2 separate regions of the Mus musculus genome follow, and region 1 is linked to region 2. The links are chromatin contacts, called in public Hi-C maps. All regions are on one chromosome and are shown on one strand. Each heading gives the region's core, a stretch centred on a gene start, on an enhancer-like site or on the middle of the called end of the contact. The rest is flanking DNA. Distances are from core to core; before and after follow the strand shown.

The links. A called contact is a pair of places that touch in the nucleus more often than the background predicts.
Region 1: a contact with region 2 is called in a Hi-C map of B cells, with 5 times the contacts expected there. The contact joins two enhancer-like sites. A contact is called at or near these places in 1 of 39 promoter capture datasets (embryonic stem cells), 2 of 15 datasets of contacts at CTCF or cohesin (both in embryonic stem cells), 64 of 484 Hi-C or Micro-C datasets (B cells, the Ba/F3 cell line, the C10 cell line and 28 more), 11 of 115 datasets of contacts at active chromatin or transcription factors (the HPC-7 cell line, acute myeloid leukemia, bone marrow-derived dendritic cells and 5 more) and 2 of 9 other capture datasets (embryonic stem cells and pancreatic islet).

What each region holds. Positions count from the first base shown.
Region 1 is chr16:34,109,755-34,112,769 of GRCm38.p6, forward strand. The region is part of intron 34 of Kalrn (kalirin, RhoGEF kinase); the gene reads right to left. Among named protein-coding and RNA genes, the nearest start is that of Gm41448, 8.8 kb to the right of the region's middle. Within about 2 kb of position 1,262, at least 39 of the 459 cell types and tissues checked have an H3K27ac peak or open chromatin away from gene starts, as enhancers often do. A contact at or near this core is called in B cells, acute myeloid leukemia, bone marrow-derived dendritic cells and 3 more, where this site is marked.
Region 2 is chr16:33,750,158-33,753,112 of GRCm38.p6, forward strand. Heg1 (heart development protein with EGF-like domains 1) reads left to right here. Exons shown (of 15, transcript NM_175256.5): 11 at 295-337; 12 at 1,015-1,052. Among named protein-coding and RNA genes, the nearest start is that of Muc13, 43 kb to the right of the region's middle. Within about 2 kb of position 1,649, at least 146 of the 459 cell types and tissues checked have an H3K27ac peak or open chromatin away from gene starts, as enhancers often do. A contact at or near this core is called in B cells, acute myeloid leukemia, bone marrow-derived dendritic cells and 3 more, where this site is marked.

The DNA of each region.
Region 1 (3,015 bases), core at 12-2,511, 360 kb after region 2:
AAAAAGTGTGTGTGTGTGTGTGTGTGTGTGTGTGTGAGATCAGGCCTTTAGAGGGTGCCCTGGTCTGTGAGGGACCATCTCACATTAGGCTAATGGAGGTGGGAAGACTGCCCTAACTGTGGACAACTATTTCATTGCTGGGGCTCTGGACTAAGGCAAAGGCCAGAACCATTAACTCTCTGGATTGGATACCAACAAGACCAGGAGAGAGATCCTCAACTTTTGGGGGTTTGGCATCTGGGATTTCAGTGGTGGAATGTGCTGTCTGTTGGGCAGACTGCAACAGCTTCAAGGCTAGGGTGGCCCCTGTCAGAGGCAGATAAGTTCTGCCCCAAGACTTCATAGTAGATCAAGTTCCCAGTTAATACTGATGTCAGCTGGACAGGCTGTAGAATCAGCAAGAAAACCAGCCTCTGGTGCTGTCTGTGGGACCATCTCACATTAGGTAATGGAGGGGGGAAACCGCCCTAACAGTGGACAACGCTATTTGATGAGCTGGGTCCTGCACTCAAAAGAAAGGGAGAGCTAGCTGAGTACCAGCATATACCTTCTTCACTTCTGGACCACAGGTACAGTGTAAACAGTGGCCTCTGGTCCCTGCTACCCTGACTTCCCCACATGACAGACAAACACACAGGACACAATCTATCTCTGCTTGCTTCCCTTTTTTGGGGTGGGGGGAGAATTTAATGTCAGAAGTGAGAGGGGGAGTCGGAAACGTATGCTGCAGTGTGTTTTATTTTGTCGTTTGGAGGCAGGACCCTGCTCTCTAGCCCAGGCTAGCCTCAGTGATCTTCCTGCCTTTGTCTCTCGAGTGCCAGGGTTACCAGCCTGAGCTGCCATGTCTGGCTGGTGTGGCCTTTGTGGTGGGGCCAGTGCTGTCTAAATCCTCATCCAAGTACTGTTCAACTCAGGGAGCCGCAGATGGAAGCCCACTAAAGTTAAAGAGCTCACTAAATTCTGATGCCTTCAGCCTTGGGAGGATGCTGAGCCGAAGGGAAGGCCAGGCCCTGAGGGCACCATCTGGGAGCTAAGCAGCCAGGGCAAGTCACCTAGTCTATAAAACGAGCAAAATATAATTTATTGCTATGAAAGCTTTAGCCCTAAAACTGGTCCAGAGGAACTCAACAAAGTGAAGGTGGTGCTGTTTTTAAGTGGATGAAGATTTACACCGCGATGTCAATTCTCACAGCCTTGTTCTCTGTCCCCAGGCCACTGGCAGTATTTACCCACAGCCTGGGTGAGTGTCCCTGAGGTCAGCTAGGTTATGACAGTGGAAACTGTCAGGTAAGTCCAAGAGACAGAATTGCCTGTATCCAGCCAGGGCCACCTGGGCTGCTGCCCTTTGCTCCAGCTCCCTGAACACCCAAGTGTATTTTATGACACTTCTTCAGAATTCCAGACTTAGCTGGAAGAAGGCACCCAGGGACAGAAAAAAACCACACACACACACACACACACACACACACACCATGTATCATGGTAGAGAGGGACCTAGATGGGGTTTTGCAGCCTGGGCCCAAGAATCCAGGGCTAACTAAATCTTCATTGTTTGTAAGCACACACCCCTATGCCATAAGGCACGTTGACTTTAAACGGTGTTTAACCTTAGGAGAATCGTGCATTCAGCGTGTTGGCCAACCAAAGGGCTCCAGAAGGGAAACTGAAACTGCACCCACTGAACAGTTAACTGCCCATCACTTCCTTCCCTGTCCCTGGAAATCACCATGCTGCCTCTTGCCTATGTAAAGTTGACTATTCAAAGTAGCCATGTAAGTGAAATAATAGACTACTGGTCTCCGTGACTGGGTCCTTTTACTTAGCATAATGTTCCCAAGGTCTGTGCATGATGGAAGCTGGTGTCAGATTTTCCTCCTTTTTAAGGCTGAATAATGTTCATTGTTCGCAGGCCATACTTTGTGTGTTCTTTTGTCCATGGGCACCTGTAGCTGCTATGCTATGAGCAATGTTATGAACATGAGTGTGTAGATATGTTTGTGTCTCTGCTTTCAATTGATTTCAAAATGCTTCCAGAAGTGGGATTACTGGGTCATAAATTATATATATATATACACACACACATATACATATATACACACACATACACATATACATGTATATATGCACACACACACACATATATATACATATATATATAATTTACATACACATATTGGGACTTCCTACAGTGTTTTCCATAGCTATGGTAACATTTTATATCTCACCCAGCCATCCAGCCACATTACAACTTCTTTTACATCTTTACAGACACTTGCTATTTTCTGAGGTGTGTCCATAACTAAGAGCTATTTTATTAGATCTAAGTGCATCCCATTACAGCATTGATTTACATTTCCCTGGTGAGCAGAGATGCTGACTCTCTTCAGTGCACTGGTACCTGTGGGTCTTCTCTGGCGAAGCATCTATCAAGCTCTTTGCCCATGTGTTAGTCCAACTGCTTTGCCCTTCCTTGCTAAATTCTCTGTCTTGATAAACCCCGATGGGACGCCACACTGCATTCTGTCACAGTTTTCATGGCTTGGGGTGCTAAGCCCATAGCCCACAGAGCATCAGAATCATCAAGGGGCTTGAAATATTGAGGCACATGCCTGAATTTTGGTCTACGGCAGAGTGTGTTACTAAAAAAACGAAACAAAACCCCTCCAGATTTCAGGAGTTGGAAATCACAATAGTCTTTGTCTTTTGTGGGGTGTTGCCCACAACTACCTGCTGCTGAGACAGTGAGAGGAAGCTGTGGAGAGAAGATTAGATCTCAGAAGGCCCAACTCCAGCGAGGATCCTGAGAGACCAGGGCGAGGAAAGGAATGTCAAAGGCAGGCCCGCCCCAACTCTGTTACAAAGTCTGGATTTTTCTTGACAATCCCGTGAGTCAACACCATTGCCTGTCTTGGAACAGCCCCCTCCTGCCCTAGAGGAGGCCCGGGAAAGGAGGGGCAGAAGAACCCTAGAGCCATCTAGAGGCCTGCAGGCTAAGTGTGCAGAGAGTGAGGTGTG
Region 2 (2,955 bases), core at 399-2,898:
ATTTGCCTAGTGATTGCTAGATGCCAGACCATGGGAGCCACTTTTGTGCCTTATTTTTTTATCACCTCTTCAAGAAACCACTGATGTTACTGTTTTCTCATTATTCTCTTTTTATTGATGGGAAACTGAGGCACAATAAGGTCAAAAATGTTTCTTGATCAAAAATGTTCAGATCAGAATATAGATAATTTAAAAATTCTCTGCTTCTAGAATAGTCTTGTGGACTTTTGGCTGATGTTTAACTGTGATTTTTGGTCACATTAACCCTCATGGATTTTCCCTTTTCTCTTTCAGCATGTGAAGATGGATATAGGCTTGAAAATGAAACCTGTATGAGGTAGGCTCCCTATTCCCTTTTCCTGATGAAGTTGTTACAAATGTCTTTTAAAAAACAAAAAACAAAAGACTGGGGCTGGAGAGATGGCTTAGTGGTTAAGGGCATTGACTGCTCTGCCAGAGGTCCTGAGTTCAGTTTCCAGAAACCACATGGTGGCTTACAACCATCTGTAATGGGGTCTGATGCTCTCTTCTGGTGTGTTTGAAGAGAGCAATGGTGTATTCATAGACATTAAATAAATAAATAAACTTTTTTTAAAAAAAGATTTAGGGTTTGACGATATTCCAGATGTGGGAGTCTTCAGGAATGTTTAACCTGTAACAAATAGCTTATCAATAATCAGTGATATAGAATGAAGTATGCTTATTTAAAACAAAACAAAAAACTTCCCAGCAGTGTTGGCATACATCTTTAATCCCAGCACCCAGAAGGCAGAGGCAGGTGGACCTCTGAATTCCAGGCCGGCCCAGTCTACAGAGAGGCCCTATTTTGAAAACACAAAGAAACCCTGTTTTGAAAAATGCCTCCCTCCCCCTCCAGAAAAAGAAAAAGAATAAAAGACAGACTATCCTAATGAACCCATCCTAACTAAAGAAATTTCTCACATACGTTGCCTCCTTACAGATTTTGTTGTGATTTGAGACTGAGTCTTCTCTTGTCTCTCTCTTGATTTACAGTTGCCCATTTGGCCTCGGTGGACTCAACTGTGGAAACCGTAAGTGTCCCAAAGGAGAGAATTGTGACTGGGTGTGGCCGGCCAGGTTTGCTGGCAGGCAGGCTCCTCCCCTCTCCACTGTGCGCTTAACGTCTGTGCTAAGTGTGTGGGAAAACAAACAAACAGAGAGTAAGCCTTGTGTGGTGCTTTCCCAAGCTCGAGGGGTAGGGGAAGAAATAAAGACCCCTGCACAGCTCTGCCTGTGCCGCGAACACAGCAAGTCACGCGGGGGGTAGGAGCCACAGAGCAGAGCCCACACCTAAAGGATAATGCAAGACTCTCGTGAATGTTTCCCGGAAGTCGTGGAATTGGAGGGAGGTTAAAAAAGACTGAACAGATACATGGGTGGGACGAGAGTAAGAAGAACGTTCCTCATTTAGAGTCTTGGGGCAATCACATGGTGTTTGGGGAACACTTTACATGTGGGTGTGTCCAAATTGGGGTGGTGGGGGGGGGGGACAGGAAGCACAGCATTGGGTTTGCAGGATGCCCAGGAAGAGAGCCGTTGGGCAGGGGCGGTACTGAGGCTGCAGTGGGTGACTGCTACCGGAGCTATCCGTCATAGCACAGGGGAATTGCATGACTGCAGCGAGCAAGTGCGCCTGTACCGCAGAGTCAGGAGACTTCCGGTGCAGTGCCCGCTGGGCACAAGGACCAGCCTGGGACATGTGCTGTGAGGCAGACTTACTCCGTGAAGGGGAGCATGCGCGGTCCAAGCCCTGTCAAGCATGCTGATAATGCAGCAAGCATGCTGTCTCAGGCTCCTCTTCTCTCTGAGGAGCGGTTTGAGGCAGGGTAGATTTGCTTGCATGGGTATTTTTTTCGTCTTCAGATGCTTTTGAGGTGGAAATTACCTTCAAAATTATGAAATAAACCGGGCGTGGTGGTGTATAACTTTAATTCCAGCACTCGGGAGGCAGAGGCAGGCGAATTTCTGAGTTCGAGGCCAGCCTGGTCTACAAAGTGAGTTCCAGGACAGCCAGGGCTACACAGAGAAACCCTTTCTCAAAAAAACAAAAAAACAAAAAACAAAGTTATGAAATAAAATTTGTGATACAGGATATAGGAGAGCCTAGTATGAATAATAGGAATCAAGACAGTTTTAGGATGGCTTTGTCTCATACAGGTAAATGTTCGAATGGTAACTATCTAAAGTTGGAAGTAGGCACAATTTTATTTCCTGTGTGTTGTGTATTGTCTGACCTCCCCCATTACTATTCCCTACTTGTATGTCCCACTTTTTATGTCTTCAGGATACCTACCTTTGTTCTTTTTTTTTCTATCCTTCCTTCCTTCCTTTCTTTTCTTCTTTCTTTCTTTCCTTTTTTTTTTTTTTTTTTTGAAAAAGTTTTTCTATGTAGCATTGGCTAGCCTGAAACCCACTATGACAAGGCTAGCCTTGAATTCTTAGAGATTCCCCTGCCTCTGCCTCTGCCTCCGCCTCCTGAGGGCTTTCTACATTTGTGTTCAAGGGAATAGTTATCTTTCTAGAAAGTGAAATTCATGCATGAATTCACTTCCTGGGTTGTGTGCAATTGATGTTTATTGTTTTGTTGTTTTTTGTTTTTGTTTTTGTTTTTGTTTTTGTTTTTGCTATGAACAGTCACCATTTATTTTGTAAGCTCTTGTGGTTAAAATCAACCCCATTGTTTGTAGGGTCTATAACCAGGATTTCTCTCAGGTCCCTGCGGCCACTTTTCCCTCCCCATTTATCCAAGTGACCATCATTATGTCTAGCAGAGGGCAGCCCCCTCCTGGACGGCAGTTGGCCCCAGCCCACTTCAGGAATGAAGCTGGCAGTTTGTCGTTACACTGGGGTGACTTGGAGCAACATCAAGTTAGTATTATGAAACATTTTATGGTGACTAATAAAAATGTTATGACGTGATAGCATGAGCAGGAC